Linked DNA regions of Mus musculus: regions 1, 2, 4, 5, 6 and 7 are each linked to region 3. A link is a contact called in public HiChIP or PLAC-seq and promoter capture Hi-C data. All regions are on one chromosome and are shown on one strand. The core of a region is the stretch at or near the end of the contact, and the rest is flanking DNA. Distances in the headings are between cores, read along the strand shown.

Region 1 (2,700 bases), core at 54-2,553, 690 kb before region 3:
TAACTTGAACTGAATAAGAAACCTAAAAGCAGAAAGAAATAAACATAACATAGAGGTTTGTTTTAGAATGCAAGTCTAACACCTCTATTCTAGTTTCAGCCCCTGGCTGTGCTACCTTCCCCCTCTGAACAGCCTCACAGGTAAATGGGAAGAAAAGGACGTCTACACTCTCAGACTACAAGAAGAGAAGACTAGCAGAACAGCTGTCTTCTCTTCATTATTTTATGCACCCATTTACAGCTAAGCTAACTAGTGAAAAAAGGCAGCCAACAGGAACCCACCCGATGCTTTGCTTTAAGTTACACGATGTACCAAATCTCTCTTCTGTTCCCACTTCATTTCCTGGCATATGGAGATATTTAAAATGCTAAAGGACTACAGAATGGTTCTGTCTTTACACTGTGGGTCCTCCACAGTGAAGGCACACAAACAATGGGCAGGATTTACTAAAGCCACAAGATGGCCTTGAATAATGCATTTTATCTGCTCCCAAGACTACGGATTTGCGGGTCACTCTGGTCACCGGTTCATGTTACCATCTCAGATTATATACTACTAACACAACCATGACTAGGTAACATTTTTCATTGTCTTTAAAAAAAATATCTTTTCAGTCACTTTTGAGATCTGTCTTATTAAAAAAAAATACTTATAGAGTTTAACACAAGTGTTAAAGGAATAAAGGAGGGCTTTAAAAACATCCCACAAGAAATTAAAATATCTTCTAAAAAATATATTGAGGTTCAGACAATGTTTTGATAACAGGCAATTTTCTAGACAGGTCCGGCCTCTGCCATACTGCACGATGAAACACACCAGCACCGCATCTGCAGAGTAACAGCCAGACGCGAACGAGCGGATTGGGTTCCTTTAGCCAGGGCCCGATGCGGAGGGGGAAAGGGACCCCCCCCCAAAAGCGGCACATGGGGAACAAGGTCCCGGGTCTCTGCTGCTCCACCCCAGGGCCAGGGCGGGCTGGGCAGACTCTCGGAGCAACAGGGCGCAGGTCTTGCGCGCAGGTCCCAGACCCAGCTCTCCGGAGGCCGCGCCGTCCCGCCCGCCCTCCCCCGCCCTTCCCGCTCACCGCGCTGATGGACAGGCAGCCCAGACCCGCAAGGAGTCCTCCCGCTCCTACCCGGGCGCCGTTACCTCCGCTGCTGCGGCGGGAGCCCGGCCCCCGGCAGCGCCGCGTCCTTCCTCCCGCGATCGCGGGCTGCGCCTCCCATCGCGAGCTCGCCCCGCGGACACAGAGGCGGCGGTTGGCCCGGTGGGTCGCCTCCAGCACCGCACCTGCTGGCTTCGCTACAAGACGAGGCTGGGCACTGGGCTCGCGCGGTCCGCAGGGAGACCACGCGGGAGCGGCCGCGTCGCTTAGCAACCGCGCACGCCCTGCCGCGCCTGCGCAACGCCGCCTTGGAGGGAGCGGGGAGGAGGCGGAGCGAGGGGCGTGCTGTTCCTGGGTGGTGTGCTCGCAGTTCTTTTTGCAAAAGAGGAAACTGGCTTGGAACCTACGCTTCTTCGTATTCACCTAGCCGTGAAACCAAACATGGGAGTATCAGCAGCACAGCCTGCCTGCTCAGCAGACCGCTTGGAGAGCTCTGCGCATCTTTAATATGTGAAAGCGTACCTCACTCTTTCTGAGAAGTACCGTCCATGTTAAGTCTATTTCGACAGTTAAAATGGAAGTGAAAAGAAAGGCTGTTAAGCCACAGAAGTGGCGGTTGTGTTGAGCTTGGTGCCCATCAGATTTCCTAAGGCTGCAAAACTCCTCTGCAAGAGCGGATTTGATTCCCAACACGGTCGTGGCAGTTCACAACCATCCATAACTCTAGTCCCGGGGTGTTTAATGCCCTCTTCTGACATCTGAGAGTAGCAGGCACGTATGTGGTGCACAGGCATAAACTCATACACATAGGATGAGCCCATTGGATCTATGAGAACAAAACAAAACAAAAACCAAAGGTTCTTCCACGCATCGGTGGCGCACGCCACCTGGTGCACACTGGAAATTATTTCATAGAGCATAATTCCACGAATCTTCAAATGTCCAACCGAGGCTCCTTTTGGGGTTCGTAAAAGTCACAGTCCCTGTTCTCAGAAGATCCACACTCTATTTGCAGCTAAGAATCTGTCCATTTGGGACACTTTATTTTCATCTGTTCAGTGTTGACTTAGCCTGTGATATAAGTAAAAATGTTTTCTTCAATGATGATCTTTTAGAAGTTTTCTGTCTCTCTTTCATCCACAACCAGTGCAATCTTACTTTCCTAGGGTTTTTGTTTTTAAATTGGGCTCTTTGACTCTTGTTTGTAGACAGAGTTCCATGGCAACAAAGGCACCTCCCCCGCTCCAAGATTACAAAATTCTACTAACTGATCCTGCTCTCAGGACTTCTAAGAGGTGAACACCCCAGACTACTACCGGAAGGGTTGGTTGGGACTTGCCTGGACATGTTTAATTACCTCATTTCGAATCACTGCAAGTCTTCCCTTCTGTCTTTAAGGCGCATCTTCTAGAGCCAAGCTAAAGCCTTCCTGTTCTACTTGCCTCCAGCGGGTTAGGGGAGTAGATACAGAGGCTGCCTTTGTCTTTAGTAGGTTATTTCCCTAGTAAGGGAGGGAGAACTCCTTGAGGGTGCTGGACCTCCTGAGTATCTGACCTTGGTGACCTAAGTACTTTTCAGTATTTCTTCAAAGAACC
Region 2 (3,102 bases), core at 115-2,614, 640 kb before region 3:
CCTATAGGGCACAGGAAACTGCCAAGAGCAGTGGGCATTGCTGGGTCTGTATGGCTCCACCTTCCCAGCCCTCCACAGAGACGAGCCGACATCCTCTTTCATTCGAGGCTCTTGCATGGTCTGCTCCTGTGCACTTTTCACCCACAGCTCCTGATGGTAACTACTGGGTTGGTGGTCCAGATACCTTCTCTGACACACTACCTATGGCATTCCTATTGTAAGATCATGAACATAGAAAATAAATATGCTGATAGCCCATTGCTAGTGAGTAGCCAAGTAGGAGCAAGAATGAAGTCCATATAAGCATGGAGTCAAGTTCTCAACTGAGCATGTGGCCACCCTAGGGCAGCCCCTTCTGCTATCGGGATCAGCACCCCACCACACCAGTAATGGTCACTGAACTTTAACACTGCAGGCCTGGGATGAACAGATGATAAAACAAGACCTGGCCTGTGGAACATTCATCTAAGCTGGCCTATCAGTGGGTCCAGCTCTAGGCATCCCAGTGGGTTTTGCATCATCTATGAAGCTGGCAAAGAGGGACTCCTAACATCTGGAGTGAGGGCAGCTGGCAGGATGTAGGGGCCTGCCAGTATGTCCTCTTACTTGATCTTGAAGAATGCCCAAGAGAAAATAGTTGCTGGGACATCTCCTGTTTGCTTAAAGTGCATAACTCACGTGAGCCTCACAGGCTGTCTTCACCTGACTCATTCATCTGGAGGCTTCCAAACGGATTCCTCTCATTTGTCTTCACTTCTGGGACTCTCCATTTCCAGTCTCCACATGCTGGATACCTCTCTATGGACCAGATGTGCCTGGCTATGGCCCTGCCTTGCTCTCTGGTCATTTCAAGTCAGAATGGGTAGCTGGGTGGCTGCTGTTTTAGCCTTCATTCTACTCATCTCAGGCAGGCTGACTGTCATTCCTGGGACATTCTCATATTCATCTACAAAAAAAGAATTAAGTGATGGAAAACTCTAGAAGTCCCTGGAAGACCTCTGTTTTCCGTTCCAGCCATTTCCTTGTTGAAAAAGCAGCTGTGTTGTGGCTGCTGAAGGCCTGCTTCCACGCCCACTTTGGACCACAGTGAGTCACAGCTGCCTTGGCTTTAGGTTTCTTCTTCCTGTTCCACTTTTTTTATTCATTACATCAACCGATCTATTCTGTTCCCTTTCCACAAGGCTGGAAAATGATGCAAGTAGCCATGGGTACCTTCCAGACCAAGGCAGAAGATGGCATTCCTGACCTCAGCATTGGAAGATCTGGTCTTGGGGGGGGGGGGCGGTCGATGAGCTCCATCTACCTAGGAGCGTCAGCAGCCTGTGTGTGCCCAACACTGTGAACCTTGCTCACATAGAATGTCAGCGCCAAATGTCAGCACCCAGTTCAGTCTGGCTGCTGCCCACACTGAACCTGCCAGGCAAGATCTAACCTACAGATGGAATGAATCACTTTCCAAAGTAGGCCAATCAGTGAGCCCCGTCCAGGAGCTCAAAATCCACCACCTGGGAAACACCGTAGAATCTAGATTATGGACTCTTAAAACTTCCAAGCACATTGGCGTCATCTGGGGATTTTCTAAAAATGTGGTTTCCTGGACTTTCTCCTTAGAGAGTGATCTGGGATTGATCTGGGGTGTAGTCTGGGAACAAGAATTTTTGAAATCTATTAGATGATTTCAACATGTTGCAGAGTTCACAACAATTCCATCCAGCTACAGAGCTACTATTTTGGGGCCAACAGATAAAAGCTGGCCCCACATTTTACCTAAAAGGCAGAGTCCGCTGTGTCCGAGGACAAGGCAGGCTCTGGTTTCTGTTCATCTGACACAATCTCAAGCCCTCACAGTGCAGGACGTGTCTCTCTAATGATGGACACAAGGCAGAAGCCAGGAAGATACACGCTTATGTCTTGGGGCTCCCCAATGTCCAAACAGAATGGGGAACTCTTATAATTTAGTAAATCTAGGTATTATCCTGTCAGGTGTCTCTCCGAGAGTTTACCCATCTTGGGACTTGCAACATGGAATTGATTCTCTCTGACTAATCCCTGGCAGCAGCTAAGCTGTTTTCAGCATGCCTGGCTCATCCATGGTACTGCTGAAAAGCTGGCTTGTCTAACGTCCTAAGCCACAAAAGGCTGTGACCACTGTAAGCTCTTGAAGGTACTGCAGTAAGGAAGTTATAAAGTGGAGGCATGACAACCACGTGACAGGCTGTGTGCCAGTCATAAGAGCACAGATCCCCTCCCCCCCCATTCCCTAATATCTATTAAAACGCCCTCAGTGGGTTGGGAGTGGTGGCAAGCACCCATAACCCCAGCACTTAGGAGGCAGAGGCAGGAGGATCACTGCAAATTCAAGAGCAGCCTGGTCTATATAATGAACTATCAGAACTATTATCTCAAAAAACCAAATAAAGTCAAAATATCTTTAAAAAAAACCCCAGCACAGACAGCTTTATGCTAGGTCAGACTTTGCTGTATTTTATCTTCAAGGCAACACTGGCTAGGTCCACAGTGCAATCAGAGACAAACGGGAATCTTCATTTTGGTTATTCTGCTCTAAGGATGACCCTCTAAGGAGTGAGGCCGGTAGCTTCTAGAAATCTCCAGCCAAGTTCACAGAGTGACAGTGGGCGGAGGCAGAGGAGAGTGTGTCCACCCTCAGTGCTGGCTTTGGCTTGATCTAAATCACACAAACCTCAGTTCTAAAAAAAAAAAAGTCACTCTCCTAAAATGTGTCCAAGTGTTCTCCTTGCCTGTGACTTTGATGGTCTCACTCCTGTCTGCCCATCTGCAGTTGCTTTCCCCGGCAAGGCTTCCCTAATCACCGCAGCCCCGCATTGATGGTGGCGGTGACGACAGTGAGCCTCGTACTGTTCCCAGCATGTATCAGTTCACACACCTCCACAAGCCAGCACATGAAGAAGGGCCCCATCCTCACAACCATATATAGCTGGAGAAAATGAATCACAGCCAGACCGAAGCTGAGCTTATCGAAAGTCAACCCTCGCCATCTGGAGTTTATCTACAATCCCGCTTGCTTCCATCCACCTCCCTGGAAGCTATCAGTGATGGCTTCCCCTCTCTCTTATGTGGAAG
Region 3 (2,730 bases), core at 161-2,660:
AGCCATATAATCAGTCTTAGTTTTCCTCTCAATCTATACTCATTGTGCACAAAAACTGGTCCTTCTGGCGAAGACCTAGTGTTGCCCAATCTAGGAGTAACTTCCATATCCAAACATAGACTTGGCTGTGAAACCAAAATTGGAGTTCAACTACAGTGACATTTGCTGGGCCCTTAAAAAATATAGACCTTTGATATCCTAGCAGCGGAGCTGAGCCCGGGGTTGCTGGATTAGCAGGTGGGGACAGGTTTTTGTGGCTACATTTGTTATCATTGTCCAAAGGAATGGCCCTCTCCAGTTGCTGTTGAGCATGTGTGCTCAGTAGCCAGCACTCTTTTTCTCTCCTATATACATCCTATCCTTATTCAACGGTCTAGAGAAATGCTCAATTGCCCCAAGGAACCTTTCTAGGGAAGAAAGTGACAGGAAAGGAACCTCTGGTCATAGGCTCTATGGTCTAGAAAAATGCTCAGTTGCCCCAAGGAACATTTCTAGGGAAGAAGGTGACAGGAAAGGAACCTCTGGTTATAGACTCTACCGATGAAGGGGGAAAGGCTGGAAATGGGAGTTCCTTTATAGGGAGGTCACATCCCCTTCACAAAAACAACCCAAAGAGAACTAACTGGTACTGATTTTGGATTGATGAAGTGAAGACACCCCAGGGAGGAAGTGGCAAAAGCGAGGATGAAAACACTTTGATTCCACAAGGTGCGTCAGGGAAAGTTGGCGTTCATTTCGCCCGGGATGGAGACTTCTCTCCCACGGGGCCACGATTGGGTCAAAGGAAACCCCCGCTCCCCTCCGCCCTTACCTCATTGGTGTGTGTAGCCCCAGCCATGAGTCTACCAAATTTTCCCTCCAGTCTGCCCATCCCCACCCCTATCAAGGCTGGAACTTTATTAAGGCAGATTAAGGTTCGGTCAGTCGCCCAGAGGAACAAGGAACCTGGAAGGAGAGATGAGGAGCCTGATGAATAGGAACTGTGCCCAGGAAGAAGGTAGGGACTGGGCGTGGAGAAGGAACACGCGATGGCTGCTGCGGCCCGGGCGATCGCCAGCTGGCCGGCTCAAAGGGGTGGTTTCGGGTCTTCTGGAAGGCCCAGAGGCTCACTAGAGATAGTCAAGATTCAGGAGTACATGCGTAGCAGAACGCTCGCCTTGAGAGGCCGTGGGAACTCAGGAGCGCAGCACCCGCCCGCGCTTGAGCACCGCGAGCCCACAACACCCTCCAATTCTGAGTTCCCGTCACTCTGCTGCGTTTTCCCCCTCACCCCGCCCCCAGCTCAAGAAACGCCGGGGAAATGGGCGGGGCCTGGGCGGGGCCCGCCCCTTTTCCTGCTCTGATTGGCTGATGCAGTTGTCCATCCTGACTCTATTCTTGATGGAGGGGGGTTACCACCCGCTCTGCCCCAGATCACGTTTGCCACCCACAGCCAAACACTCTTGTCCAAGTCCGCGGGCAAGAGGCGATTGGGGACGAGCGAGCTCGGCATCTCAGGCCCAGTCCGGTCCACACCAGCCCGAGGCGGAATATCCTGATCGCCCCCCACCAGGCCACCTCCCCTCGTGGAATCGGAGCGGCGGCCTCACAGGAAGGCAGAAGCGAAATGTAGCGAGCCGGGTGTCGCGGTTGGACGCTCGCCTTGCCTGGGGGTGTAGCGGGGAACACGCGGGGGCTCGAGGAGGACGGCTGAGGGGGAGGAGTGATGAGAAGAGGGGGTACCCTACATCCCCCAATTCCGCGGGCCCCTGCTACCACTCTCCAGGCGCCCTTTCTCCCCAGCAAGGCGCAGGTCAGTGTTGTTGGGTCTGGGAGGGAGGGAGACGAGGGCGGGGGACTCCAGGACGCAGTGCTTTTGCAGTCTTGAGTTGCCGGGAGTCGGCGGAAATCAACTAGGCACTCCTCCTCCCCACCCCTGTAGTTGGGGATACCTAAACCGGGCTTTTTTGTCCATCCCCGCTTGGAAAGGAGACGCGGCTTCCTAGAGCCTGAGGCCCATCGGTAGTGGCTTTACTGCTGATGTAGTTGAGAGACTGGCCTGCTCCCCTTGCTAGCCCCCTTCCAGGTCAAAGTGGCCTGCCAGAAAGACGGGAGGGAGGGGGCAGTCAGGTTTTAGCGAAGGAACTCAGAAACTTTGCTGGCTCGGGGGCGGTGGACTCAGACTGAGTGTTTCCTCTTGGCTGACTAGTGAGGATCTTTGAAAACAACGGTGCTGTGTTAAGGTGGCTTGGCTGGTGACCGAGTTAGTGGAAGACTCATAACTTGGGCCCTAGAGTTTGATTCTGCCTTAACCAAACTGGAGTTGACTAATTGTGAGTGTTTGGAATACTAACAGCCTGTTCATCATACCTGCAAAACCCTCTGGATTTTTTTTTTTTTTTTTTTTTACTATTGAGAGCCATGCTGGTGAAATGCAACAAGTTGGTGGCAATTCGTGGGGATTCCTTTAAGCTAAGAAAAGCAGGGCAGGCAAAGACAGACATGATTTGGGAGTAAATGCATATTAGCTTGTGACACTTGGATTTGCCTGACTTTGTTTTTCTTTCCTCTTTCTACACCTTTTACCGATGATATTTTTGTTTTTAAGAGTTACACCATGTCTGGCTGTCAGTAACCCGAGAGGAAAGGGGGAAGGCCAGGCAACCAAAAATGTAGGAATAAACAGTAGCTTCACCCTCTGTCTCTTCAATCTAGTTAACTGCCGGGTCCTATCTGACAGGCTCACAGGAT
Region 4 (2,925 bases), core at 119-2,618, 510 kb after region 3:
AAGAAAGAGAATATTCACATGATTATGCTGAGTATGGGACTGGAGAGATGCTGCAGCCATTAAGAGCGCTTGTTCTTACATCAGACACAGGTTCAGTTCCCAGCACCTACGTGGTGGCTCACAACTGTCTCTAACTCCAGTTCCAGGCAATCTGACACCCTTTCCTGGCCTCCAAGGGCACCAGGCACTCACATGGTGCATACACTCTCTCTCTCTCTCTCTCTCTCTCTCTCTCTCTCTCTCTCACACACACACACACACATACACACACACACACACACACACACACTCACACACACACACACACACACACACACACACACACGCATTCACGCACGAGAGAGAGAGAGAGAGAGAGAGAGAGAGAGAGAGAGAGAGAGAGAGAACATGCATGGATATTCATGTGGGTAGGTGGATGTCCATGCCCATGTTTAAGTATGTGGAGACCTGAAGATTGGAGTTTTGACTATTGCTCTCTTCCCTATTCCCTTAAGACAGGGTTCTCACTGAACCTGAAGTTAGGCCGGCAGCCAGCAAGCCCCAATGATTCTCCATCTGCCTCCCACAGTCCGGGTGTTATAGGGTCACAAAGGCACACCCAGCTCTTTACGTGAGTGCTTGGCATTTGAACGCAAACCCTCATGCTTGGAAAGCAAGCAGTCTTGCTGTCTGAGCTGTTTCCCCAGGACCCTAAGTCTATGCTAAGTATGTGCGCTTCCACCAAGCTACACTACCAAGCTACACCTTTAAGTCCAAATGACTTTTGTTCTGATATAGAAGGGGAGATGTTTAACTAGAATTTTTACCCAGTGTCTCCCTCAAACTCAAAACTGAGTAAGTGTCCTGTATTTTCGTTTTCCCAATCTGGAAATCCTAACATCAGGAAGATTGAGGTTAGACAATAGGAAGATCTTGGGCTATTGCCTTGGGCTACTGACCCACAGGATGAGAGAATCTCCCATTCTGGACAGCTTTAAAAAGGTGAGTGTGGCAAACTGGAAGATGGTAGCACACACCTTTGATGCCAGCACTCAGGAGGCAGAGCCAGGTGGATCTCTGTGAGTTTGAGGCCAGCCTGGTCTACAGAGCAAGTTCCAGGACAGGCAGGGCTACACAGAGAAACCCTGTCTTGAAGCACAAAACAAAACAACAAACCAAACCAAACGAAGACAAAACTGAGTGTTCCCAGGACCTAGTGGGAAGCCTTTAGACATTTAGGGCTATCTTTACAGCCAAGAGACTCATCTTCTGTAGCTGAGCTCAGGAGGATTCACATAAAACACAGGAAGTGGTGGAAAGTGAACGAGATTATCAGTGGAGTTCCTGCCAAAATGAGGAAGTGACACTGGGTGGAGGCAGGGGACGCCTGAAGTCCCCAGAGAGGATGTCAGAGCAGGAGGTGCTGAGATCATCTGGCTACCCCACCCCCCTCACTTTGGGCCAAGGGGGGTGGCTGAGGGTGTGGAGCTGTGGGGTGAATCTGGAGGGTTGGGTGAGCCTCAGCAAGTAAGTATAGCCGGGGCAGCAGGAGTTCAGGCCTTGGGAGAAAAATCTTAAGATATGTATTTGGGGGTAGAAATGACCCCCCAAAGGGAAAGAAAGGTGGCCTCAGGATACTCAGCAGAGCAGGGGCTGATGTGAGTCTCTAGGGTCACCATAGGGAGCTCTGGGGCTCTCAGTCTGGTAAGAGAGACAGGTGTGCCCTAGAAATCAGGTCGTCAAGCATGCTTTGTTTTCTTCCTCCTTTAGTGCATACTGGGTGTGGTGCTGAACCCCGGGAGTCCTGAACTAAACAGAATATACACTGCCCTTCAAAGCCTGGAGGTCCAGGGGAGGAGAGGTAAGTAAGTCCTTGTGAAATTGTAACTTTTATAAGGTGAAGGACTTCTTGTTTCTCTTTTTCTTTCTTTTTGGTAGATAGGCTTATAGCTTGTGCTGGCTTTGACCTTGACCTTATTCTGTAACTGAGAATGACCTTGAATTCTCGATCCTCCCCAGCTCCCCCTCACAGGCGGGCATTCCCCCATCATGCCAGGTTTCTATAGAGCTAAGGACCAAATCTAGACCTTTGTTTTGGGTCACTGACTCCCTTCCTTGGTGAGAGTTCAGATGTCATTCCTGTAGTGCCCCTCCACGAAACTCCATCTTTAGACCCTACTGGGTGCTGTCTGCTACCCTACTGGGTGCAGATCTTTGGATAGGTAAACACTCTAACAACTGGATAACAGCCACAGCCTGGGCTGGACTTGAATTTGCCACCATCCCCACACCTCTGCCACCAGAGTGCTGTACCAACAGCCTAGGCCAGCCTGCACAGGAGTCAAAGGTCACCACCTGACCCCAATGTACCTCTCCAGCTGCTGCCTCTGTCCCCCACACTGCTTGCTTGCTCTGTGGAGTAAAGTAAAATTAACTGGCTAAACTGGGTGTGGTGGAGCTCACCTTCAATCCCAGTCCTTGGGAGGCAGAGGCAAGCAGATCTCTATGAATCCAAGACCAACCTGGTCTACAGATTGAGTTCCAGGACAACCAAGGCTATACAGAGAAACTGTGTCTCAAAAATAAATAAATAAATAAATAAATAAATAAATAAATAAATAAATAAATAAATAAAACAAATTAGCTGGCTTGGAGAATGACTTAAAATAAGAATAACTTAATAGCTTTCTTATTGTTGGGTTGTTTTTGTAGCCTTGTCTGTGCTGGGACTCACTCTGTAGATCAGTCTGGCCTCAAACTCACAGAGATCCACCTGTCTCTACCTCCCAAGTGTTGGCATTAAAGACATGTGCTACCATGCCCAGCCTAGCTTCTCTATTTTAGCTCCTCCCATACCTACCACAAGCTGGGAGAAGCTGTTGGGTGCTGGCCAGTCTGGCCTGGAACTCTGGACCCTCCTGAACAGGGTTTACAGGTGTTCTGTAC
Region 5 (2,992 bases), core at 145-2,644, 550 kb before region 3:
GACAACACACACATGTTTGCTTTAGGCAAAGGTAAGGATGCTGATGAGACCTTCTGAAGGCAACATGAACGAGTTGTCCATGCTTCTCTGTATGGCTGAGGAGTCAGCCCAATGCAAGGCTCAGACAGGGCACTGAAGTGGAGGCCAAGGCTGCAGTCTTGGGAGCTGGGTGCAGCAGATTGTGTCACCTTCAGCTGGGGGCAGCAGATTGTGTCACCTTCATGACTCTACCTAGGCTGGTCCTCAACCAAGCCCTGCTACTGGGGCAAAGCATAGCTGCAGTCAGGAAGGCGGGCAGTGAGGTGCACAGAACAGCATCCCAGATGGGCAGCATGGCCCTGGGTTCTGTACCTAGAAGCTCTGATTGTGGCACATCTGGATTATCTCTGGATCATCCTCCCATCCACCCTCCCATCCCCAAGACCCTCTGTGCATAGAAGGTGCAGCACAGCAGCCTTCTGTGAGTCAACGCCAGCCTGCCCACAGACTCCTATCCTCCTCGGGGGCTCCTCTGTGGCAGATACACATACCTGCACTCCAAGTGGCTCAGAATCAGGCAAAGACTCTCCCTGGCAAGTGTGTGTTTTGCTTTCTGTCTGGGGCAAGTCCAGGAGCTGAGCTACACCGGAAAGAGAAGGGTGGGTGGATGAGAGGCCCCTTCGTGCTGTTGCTGTGCTGTTTGATTCTCAGCCCCATCAAAGGCCACCAGTCCCAGCCCTTTAACTTGTTCCTGTTGTCACCTTCCCTACAGTTCTTGAAGCGAGCAGAGGGGGGGGGGGGGCGGTGTCCAGCTTCTTTCCAGCTGTTCTGGAAACCTCTCCTGGTTATTTGGGCCCCAGGGGAAAGATCCCAAGCAGAGGCCAGTAGAGGCCCCCAAAGCTGAACCCCAGCTTTGCATCAGCATGTTGAGAAGCAGAGCCCAGGAGGGGAGCTTTTTTTGGCCAATCATGGTTCTTCTCAGGGCCATCATGGTCCCTGCCCCTCACTGGCCTCCAAGCAGTCCGTTCTGAGAGTGTTTTCCCACAGAGGGAGTGCAGAACACTACCAGGCTCCCAGCAACCACAAGAAAAACACAGGACTCGGGCATTCAGCTGAGTATTGACTTGAAGCTGCCCCACTGGCTTCCCCACACCACCCTCCTCCACAGACACTACACACTCACCCCATCTCCTATCTCAGTTGCAGGGCAATGCAGACTTGTGGAACTGGGTGGCACCCCCAGGGATTCAGGCCTTGAAGTCAATCCTGGGCAGTGCCTAGAAGATCCTGGTAGCTATGGGGCCCCCCAGGATCCACAGGCAAAGCAGGTGATGGTCTTGAGCCTGAAGGTCTCTTTCCTGCCTCTCTGAGAGCAGTGGGGTACCCAGTCCCAGGCTCTTAACTATCATACTTCCTGATTCACTTCTCTCTCTCTCTCTCTTTCTCTCTTTCTCCCCTCCTCTTTCCCTCCCTTCCTCTCGCTCTTAAAGGGACAGGCATCTCAACGGCTGCCACACACACCTCCACTCCCCCTTCAGTAAAGGGAAAGAGGATTCTGTGAGTTGTCAAGTGGAAGCCATAGGGCCATCGCCTGAGCCACAAGGAAGCCAAGAACGGAGGCTGGGGGCTCTGTGACAGGCCACTGAGTACTATGCTGGCATCTCTGGAGGGAAATTCAAAGCTCTGCTTAAAGTTAACTAAAGAAGTCCAACAAGTTAACCAAGTTGAAAACTGCCTAGAAAGAGCCAGGACCTGTGCTTGCCCCTCCTAGAAGCTGGACAGGACTTATCTTCCTTTAGAGCTTTCAAGAACAAGTACACACCCAGATCATAGCCCCTACTCTGACCTTACACACAGCAAAACCTGCTCCCACCTGGTGCCGTTTTCTGACCACAGCCACTCAAATGCACTGTGTGCTTTAGGTAGTATGGATGGCAGGGGGATGGAGAATCTGGGAAGTGGTTTTTTTTTTTCAGACCATGTTTGATGGTATCAAGTTCTGTACACCTTTAGTAATTTGCCCACCTTCCCAGCCATAAGCCAGTACTCCAGATATCCTGGGAAGCCGGGAAGGGGGGCTGTGCTGCTCTGGTCAGCTCTGAGTGGGCAGTTGGACAAGGGGTTAAAACCCAGGAAATTCCATGTTTCTCTAGAATGTTGGTGGGACTTTCCCCTGGCCACACCTGGTGATTTCCTCTGCCAGCCCCACCCCACCACAGGGAGGAGAGGCAAGAACAGGCCCGGAGCTTGTCGCTGACAGATCCACCCAATGATAATGTGACAGCTAGAGCCCTTACAGTGGCTTTTCACAGTGAGGCCAGGAGGGGCAGACCTGAGGGTTCCACACTCCAGCCTGTGTGTTACAGGTTTCCACCTGGCAAGAACATGGGGGATTGCACTTGTCGATCATGGACTTGGAGAGGACAGAAGCATGCATTTTCTCTAGCACATTATTTAACAGGTGCTGTAAGACCCCCTTTTCTAGCAAGGTGGACCTGTTCAATGTGGCTACTCCATCAGTCTAGAAAGTCTGGGTTACTTTTATGGTAAGGGTACCCCTCAGGCCCACGAGGTATTTGCAGTGTCACTTTGACCATGCTGCAGGCTATACTCATGTTCTTCCATGAACCTGCACTCTTACTCTCCTTTCACTGGCAAGCCTATTCTCCTTTTCCACCCAGGGATTTTCACACCTTTTAACACAAGAGCCAAGCCTAGTATCTCCTGTGAAGCAGGCACTGTGCTCAGGACAGAAAAGGGAGACATGGGCATCTAATCCCAGAGATGCGGGATGCTGGATGTGATATGAAGGCATGGCAATGCATACTGAGCAAACAGTGGTTTTGTGGACCTTGTAGGGGGAGCAGGAAGGGCTTGCCAGCCTTGCTGGGTGCTCTGAGTTAGGCAGCAAAGGAGGACTAGTGCAAGCATAGGAAGCAGGGCCAGAGGTGCAAAGAGCATGAATTGTTCGGGGCTTTGTACCTGGGACACTAGGGATAGCCAGCAAGGTGAA
Region 6 (2,903 bases), core at 299-2,798, 580 kb before region 3:
ATTCTGGAGCGGCTGAGGGGGAGCTGTTATGGGCTAGAGTGAGGGTAGTAGTGCTAGCTGCTGCTGTCCAGTGTTGCAGTCTGAAGGAGGCAACAGAGGATGGCCCTTTACCAAAAGATGTGACTGTAATCCATGTCCACAGATGATTGCCGGAAGCTGTCATTGCACTGCGTGCTTCATATGTTCAAAGGAGCTACGTAAACACACGGGTATGAGTATCCTCTGGCAACAGCAGATCCCTGGGTTGGTGGGGAGGAGACTTATACAGGGATACAGACTCACCATTGGCGAGAGGTAATGATAAGCCCTAAAAAGAGCGCAGACTTGCTCAGAAACTCTCTATACTGGTGCCCAGTGTTACAGTAAGATTGGGAGAAGCCAGCAGGCCAGTGGGGATGCCTTGTGGAAGGAAGGAACTGGCGGGGAGCTTAGTGATTTTAGGGCTGGAAGGCGGGTGCAGGGGGACAGGAGGAGGAAGAGGAGGCCACGAGGCACAGTCACACACTGGAGCAGAGTATAGAGCGTTGAGCCAGGTGTGGAGGGCTGAGGAGGCCTCAGGTGCAGGTGACCTTGGCATCTTTCAGCCTCACAGCCTGCTTCCATTCAAAGCCTAACCAGGCTTCCCATGCCAACAGCTCCCTAGGAGGAAGAGCCTGAGAGAACCTGAGGTGACCACCGAGTCATCTCCCCATTAACCCTAATAAGTGTCAAATACTCACTTCGTTGTCAATATCACTACCTCATTTTTAAAACTCACAACTAAAGGAAGAAGAGGGTGTGCGTAAGACACAATGACCTTGTGGAGAGCCATCAGTCCCAACCTACAAACAAGCTTGTTTACGCGCACGGGGGAGAAGGCTCAAACCCGTCTGAGGATACGTAACTGTACACATACAACTACCTCTGGTCAGTGGGCAGCCATTAAAGGATGCCAGGCAGTGACAGCAGCTGTCTCCAAAGGTAACCTGCCTAAAAGTTCGGACTGGCCACAAAAGGCAATGGCCTCCTCTCCCGGGCTCAGAGCCCTTCACCTCGCGCACCTTCCCCGCCCTCACTCACTAGCGCAGCGCAGCGCCTGCCGCAGCACCTCTCGTCCGCACAGGTCACACCAGCCCGGACCGCCCCGCAGCGCCAGTTCCACGAAACGGTGCCCCTCGCCTCTCTCGGCCAAGACGCGGGGATCCTGCGGCTGCTCGAAGATGCTCCTCACGTCGCGGGGTCGGTGTGACCCAGGTCGCAGCCGCAGTCTCGGCTGCAGACCGGGCCGGACAGGGCGAGCGTGTCGGCAGTCTCGGGGCGTGGGTTCGGGGTCCCTCCGGCCACTCCTCCTGCCACCGCGATCCTCTGACGCCCCGGCCGCGGGGATCAGGGCCGTGGGGATGCAGCGGCGCGGCCGGGCGGGAGGTGGCGGCTCGGTGCCACCCAGACTCTGCAGATACCGCGGCGGCTCGGGATCTAGGAGCAGCGGGTAGGGACGTTGCCCGATGGCCGGGGAAGCCATGGCCAAGGCCCGCAGGCGGCGGCAGCTACCGAGCCTGGCCAACAGAAGGGGCGGCTCCGGTCGAGCGCGCTTTTAAAGGGCCCGCAGCCCGCGGGCGGGGCGGGGCGGGGCGGAGCCCACCGAGAGGCCGGAAGGGCAACACGCGTGACTGCGGGTCGGAGCCGCGTGGATTTAGGAGTGACTCGGCGACTAGGCGGTGGTGAAGGTCCGAGCACCCGAGAGGCTTCGCGAGCTCGGTAGGCGCCGGCTCCTGCGCCTGTCTTCAGCTCTGCCCCGTCCCCTCTGGGCGTCTCCCAGGGCGCCCTAACACCGGCGGGGCGGGGAGCAGGTGGGAAGGCAGGGCTTTGGCAACCTGGTGTGGCCCCGGGACAGGAGCTAGCCCGCCGCTGTCAGTAAGGCGGCCCGCGGATTCTCCGAGCTGCCCGTGGGAAGCTGGCTACATCAGCTCTCTCCCTTCTCACCTCTGCTACATAGACTGCCCCTCCCCGAAGACTGGGATTAGAGTGACTGGTGATCCTTGGTGATCCGGTGATCATGAGAGACCTCTCTGTGCCCCATGGGTGGACAGGAACTTTCCTCCCGAATTACGCCCCTCCCCCCTTAGTTGCTGGAGTAATCACTGCGGAAATGAATGCCAATCCCTTACACACCTCCTTTGGTATGGAAGGTCCACCTGAGCAGGGGCGCAGGGTGGAGAAGTCCGCATCCTACCAGCACCAAGGGGTGCGCCATAGGTTCCTGTCTGGCTTAAGGTTATGTCGCCACCATCTTGAAAATCCTAATTCTTAACCCGGCCTATTCTTTTTGCACTGGGTCTTGAAAATTATGTAATGGTAATAACTAGTGGGCCTGTCCACAGTGCCGTCTCAAGGGATAGAGAACAGGTGGGACTGTGGATTTTCGAACCTGTGCCCGGTCGGTCGGTCGTAGGCTAGCAAGGGTCCTGGGCCCTCTACAGGCTGGTTTTGTAGCTGCAGGCGCCTTTGCTCTTTCCAGTTCTGCGGTTCTGACTTAGGCCTAGCTCACATTCCCGCCTCCCCCTGCCCCCCTTAAATTACAGGTTTGATTGATTTAGTGGCAGCCACCAGCAAGCAACTATGGGAATAGAGTCACTGCACCAAATTCAAAAATTCTGTATTTTGGGTCTCAACAAACCACTGGTAGAAATATTGGGGGAGGGGCATGTCTATAGTGAACATGTACACACTCTTTCTCCTTACTTATTAAATAATACTGGATAGCAATGATTCATATACACTTTCACAGTACCGGTGTTTAATATAGGCGGGGTTAAAATGCATAGGTTCTCTCTGCACACAAGCTACCTTATAAAAGGGATGAGAACCCTCAGGTTAGAGTATTGGGAGCAATAATGTATGTATAGAATGTGTGGGGATTCTGA
Region 7 (3,003 bases), core at 323-2,822, 590 kb after region 3:
ATGGATGTGAGCCACCATCTGGTTGCTGGGAATTGAACTCAGGACCTCTGGAAGAGCAGTCAGTGCTCTTAACTGCTGAGCCATCTCCCCAGCCCCCAGTCAGAGTTCTTAAGCATTGAGCCATCTCTCCAGCCTTCTCCCAATTATTTCTAAAATATAAAGTACTAATAAAGACTAGTTTTGTGATGTCGAAATGAGGTCTAGTTATGTAGCTTAGGGTGGCCATACCCTTGGGATTACCCTTCCTTGGGCTCCTGAGCGATGGGATTACAATTGTGTCTTCCCATGTGTATCTCATGCAGATAGATTCTTCCTCCAACCTAAGGTTTCTCTCCACTGATCCCCTAACTAGAAATCTTTGTGATGACTCATCCTGCATTGCTTTGTTAGAATAGAGACAGGGTCTCACTATGTATGTAGCCTTGTCCATTCTGGAACACACTCTGTTGATCAGGCTGGCTTTGAACTCACAGAGACCTTCACGCCTCTGCTTCCAGAGTACTGAGTCTAAAGGCATACACCACCACACCCAGCCCATGTTCTATTTTTAAATAGTGCTCTTACACTATCAACCTTTTTTTTTTTTTTAATTTCCATTTGTGTTCTCACTTCTGTTTTACCAAGCCTTTTGGAAAGCAAGGGGAATACAACTTTGCAAAGAAGAGAAATGGCCAGAATGTGCAAAGGGAGGCGTAAATGGGAAGGAACACAGGGCTCCTTTTTTGCAGCTAGCCTACCTTAAAGTGCAGGCTCATTTGAATGCGTGATCTTTTAAAAAGTGCAACAAGTTACAGGTTAAAGCCTTCACATTTCACATTGAGCCCAAGTTACTCAAAGTTCAATCAGGTGAAGAGGTGACTGGTGTCAAGTTCTGTCCCGTTTGTGGCTTGTGTGTCATGGAGTCCGTGACAGTCTGCGTCGATGGAAGTCTGGCACACTGACAGAAGCCTTGTTAAGATAATCAGTTTAGAAGGCTACTAACTTCAACTTCCCCTTACCCCTGCCGACTGTACAAGAAATCAACTGTCCTTTCTCTTAGGTCTCACCCACCCTTTCACACCCCTACCCCCTTTCCACATCTAGAGCAGGAAAAAAAAAAAAGAAAGAAAGAAAGAAAGAAAGAAAGAAAAGAAAAGAAAAAGTAGACTGTAACACAAACAGTAGAGTTTTCACTATTCTCCGGGTATTTTCAACCAATTCTCTATTATCTGTTGTAACCATTTGGGGTAACCACAGACATATTTTGTCCTCGGCCTTATTTCCTTCTACTTATTAAAATCTTTCTTTCTCCTAGATTTGAGGTACCCCATTTCTGCCGGGGTTCATACTCTGCGGGTTCTGCCTTTCCTTAGGAATTCGTGTACAGTGCAAGAACACCTTTTAAACGAGAAGAGTGTAAGCACAGGGATCAGTAGGGTCCACCCGCTAGCTTGCTTCCCTGTGGGCGTTGTGGCATTCCACCCAGCCCAGACTACAAGTCCCAGGAGCCCGCGCAGCGACGGTGCCTCTGTGAGCTCGTCCCTGGCTCCGCTGGGGAGCGGAGTAAGGTTCTGGCCGGAGCCAGGCGCTCTGGCTGCTCAGCCGCGGCAGTGACGGAGGCTGGAGGCCGCGCGGAGCGCCGGCAGGGGCGTCGGGAGGCGGATTCCGCCTTCTCTGAGCGCTAGGGGGCGGGAGGAGGGGGCCGGGCCAGCGGCTCAGCCAGCCGCGAAGACAGCTGGCTGAGCGATGGAGGCCGACGGGCAGTCATGGGCCGGCGAGTCCGTGTCGGGCCCGGGTCCCGGAGGCGGCGGAATGATCCGCGAGCTGTGCCGGGGCTTCAGCCGCTACCGCCGCTACCTGGGACGGCTGCGGCAGAACCTGCGAGAGACCCAGAAGTTCTTCCGCGACATCAAGTGCTCCCACAGCCACAGTTGTCCCTCCTCCCCCGCGGGCGGCGGAGCGGCCGAGCTTGGCCCTGCCGGCGACGTCGCCGAAGCCCCGCTGCCGGCGGGTAAGGACAGGCCCGATGGAGAGAGGAAAATCGGAGGGTGGCATCTCCGTCAGCAAAACAACTCCAGGAGGAGGCGGCCAGTAGGAGAGGGCCGCGGGGCGGCGCGAGGCCTGGGCCTCGGGGATCTTAGATGAGGTGGGAGGATACCCTGGGGAGAGGTGGCAAGGGCTCGAGACCGGGAGGCAGAATTCGAAAAGGCTAAGCGGAGAGGTGAGAAAGTTGCTTTGAATTGGGGTGCTTGGTATGGGGACCGAGTCCCCGGTTAGGTGTTAGGTTGGGTGTTTCTGAAGTCTCTGGGCGCCTTCGGACTGCACTGGTATGTGAGTGTGTGAGCGCGCGGGGTTTGGGTGTGTAAAGTGCTTGCAATCCAGTCAAGAGGCAGCCCTGCGAAGATGTCCTCTAAATAGGATTTGGAGTTGCCAAAGAAAAGGATATTTAATGGGTGTTAGAAATTAATTGGTCAGAGATGTTACTTATGGTGAAGGAGTTAAGAAATGTTTTGTTGTTGTTTTTGTTGTTGTTATTGTTGTTGTTGGGAGTGGAGTGGAGTGGGGCGGCCCTGAGCCCTTGAAAAACTTGCCCTTCTTGACTTGATTCCCCCCTCTCCTCCAACCCCTCGGGATGTATCAGAGGCCTCAGATCACTTTAAATACTGCAAGATCTTTGATCCTCCTTGAACTGCAATTGGTGGGGAACTAGAGGGTTTAACTTTTACCACCTTCTCCTTAGGAAGTTGATGAGAGAAGCCACTGACTTTCCATGTGGGTAGGTAGACGGGGCACAACCTAACAGCAGGTATGTCCTTGGTTTGCCTTTAGTGATTCTCGAGCTGCAGTGTAGATTAAAATAACCTCAGGAGTGTATTAAAAATGCCATGTCTCAGGTTGTGTCTTATGGATTCTGGCTGTGTAACCATGGTGGGGGGGTCCTAAGAGTCTAATTTAGCAAGTCAAAGATATTGGAATCTGATACAGGTGTTTTATTATCACTTAAGGTGAACTTGTGAGTTGGAC

What was found. Promoter capture Hi-C pulls out the DNA fragments that hold promoters and counts their contacts. HiChIP or PLAC-seq counts read pairs in DNA pulled down with a chosen protein or histone mark. Capture Hi-C pulls out chosen DNA fragments and counts their contacts.
Region 1: an H3K27ac HiChIP or PLAC-seq map of embryonic stem cells shows a contact between it and region 3, with 2.8 times the contacts expected there. The contact joins the promoter of Dyrk3 here to the promoter of Slc41a1 in region 3. A contact is called at or near these places in 1 of 39 promoter capture datasets (pre-B cells) and 4 of 115 datasets of contacts at active chromatin or transcription factors (astrocytes, embryonic stem cells and extraembryonic endoderm stem cells).
Region 2: a contact with region 3 is called in an H3K27ac HiChIP or PLAC-seq map of thymic regulatory T cells, with 5 times the contacts expected there. The contact joins the enhancer-like site here to the promoter of Slc41a1 in region 3. A contact is called at or near these places in 1 of 39 promoter capture datasets (liver), 2 of 115 datasets of contacts at active chromatin or transcription factors (regulatory T cell precursor and thymic regulatory T cells) and 2 of 9 other capture datasets (embryonic stem cells and liver).
Region 4: a promoter capture Hi-C map of liver shows a contact between it and region 3, with 2.6 times the contacts expected there. The contact joins the promoter of F730311O21Rik here to the promoter of Slc41a1 in region 3. A contact is called at or near these places in 3 of 39 promoter capture datasets (liver and pre-B cells) and 1 of 115 datasets of contacts at active chromatin or transcription factors (pancreatic cancer cells).
Region 5: a promoter capture Hi-C map of liver shows a contact between it and region 3, with 3 times the contacts expected there. The contact joins the promoter of Ikbke here to the promoter of Slc41a1 in region 3. A contact is called at or near these places in 4 of 39 promoter capture datasets (embryonic stem cells, hematopoietic stem and progenitor cells and liver), 1 of 484 Hi-C or Micro-C datasets (CD8 T cells), 4 of 115 datasets of contacts at active chromatin or transcription factors (bone marrow-derived macrophages, large pre-B cells, memory CD8 T cells and 1 more) and 3 of 9 other capture datasets (embryonic stem cells, liver and macrophages).
Region 6: a promoter capture Hi-C map of embryonic stem cells shows a contact between it and region 3, with 2.6 times the contacts expected there. The contact joins the promoter of Rassf5 here to the promoter of Slc41a1 in region 3. A contact is called at or near these places in 7 of 39 promoter capture datasets (the C10 cell line, embryonic stem cells, hematopoietic stem and progenitor cells and 3 more) and 1 of 115 datasets of contacts at active chromatin or transcription factors (pancreatic cancer cells).
Region 7: a contact with region 3 is called in a promoter capture Hi-C map of liver. The contact joins the promoter of Dstyk here to the promoter of Slc41a1 in region 3. A contact is called at or near these places in 1 of 39 promoter capture datasets (liver) and 1 of 484 Hi-C or Micro-C datasets (CD8 T cells).

Annotation. Positions count from the first base shown.
Region 1 is chr1:131,136,931-131,139,630 of GRCm38.p6, forward strand. It overlaps Dyrk3 (dual-specificity tyrosine-(Y)-phosphorylation regulated kinase 3), which reads right to left and starts at 1,304. Exons shown (of 3, transcript NM_145508.2): 1 at 1,150-1,304. The coding sequence starts at 1,226.
Region 2 is chr1:131,183,402-131,186,503 of GRCm38.p6, forward strand. The region is part of intron 2 of Rassf5 (Ras association (RalGDS/AF-6) domain family member 5); the gene reads right to left. It also overlaps a transcript of Eif2d not described here. Among named protein-coding and RNA genes, the nearest start is that of Eif2d, 32 kb to the left of the region's middle. Within about 2 kb of position 1,365, at least 133 of the 459 cell types and tissues checked have an H3K27ac peak or open chromatin away from gene starts, as enhancers often do. A contact at or near this core is called in liver, regulatory T cell precursor and thymic regulatory T cells, where this site is marked.
Region 3 is chr1:131,826,602-131,829,331 of GRCm38.p6, forward strand. Slc41a1 (solute carrier family 41, member 1) reads left to right here and starts at 1,411. Exons shown (of 11, transcript NM_173865.3): 1 at 1,411-1,792.
Region 4 is chr1:132,340,562-132,343,486 of GRCm38.p6, forward strand. F730311O21Rik (a long non-coding RNA gene) reads left to right here and starts at 1,369. Exons shown (of 4, transcript XR_878527.2): 1 at 1,369-1,506; 2 at 1,750-1,840.
Region 5 is chr1:131,278,169-131,281,160 of GRCm38.p6, forward strand. It overlaps Ikbke (inhibitor of kappaB kinase epsilon), which reads right to left and starts at 1,395. Exons shown (of 22, transcript NM_019777.3): 1 at 1,163-1,395; 2 at 531-619. The region is part of intron 1 of Gm51644 (a long non-coding RNA gene); the gene reads left to right.
Region 6 is chr1:131,243,630-131,246,532 of GRCm38.p6, forward strand. It overlaps Rassf5 (Ras association (RalGDS/AF-6) domain family member 5), which reads right to left and starts at 1,549. Exons shown (of 6, transcript NM_018750.4): 1 at 1,060-1,549. The coding sequence starts at 1,501. Gm28913 (a long non-coding RNA gene) reads left to right here and starts at 1,461. Exons shown (of 3, transcript XR_878525.3): 1 at 1,461-1,737.
Region 7 is chr1:132,415,881-132,418,883 of GRCm38.p6, forward strand. Dstyk (dual serine/threonine and tyrosine protein kinase) reads left to right here and starts at 1,573. Exons shown (of 13, transcript NM_172516.4): 1 at 1,573-1,990. The coding sequence starts at 1,726.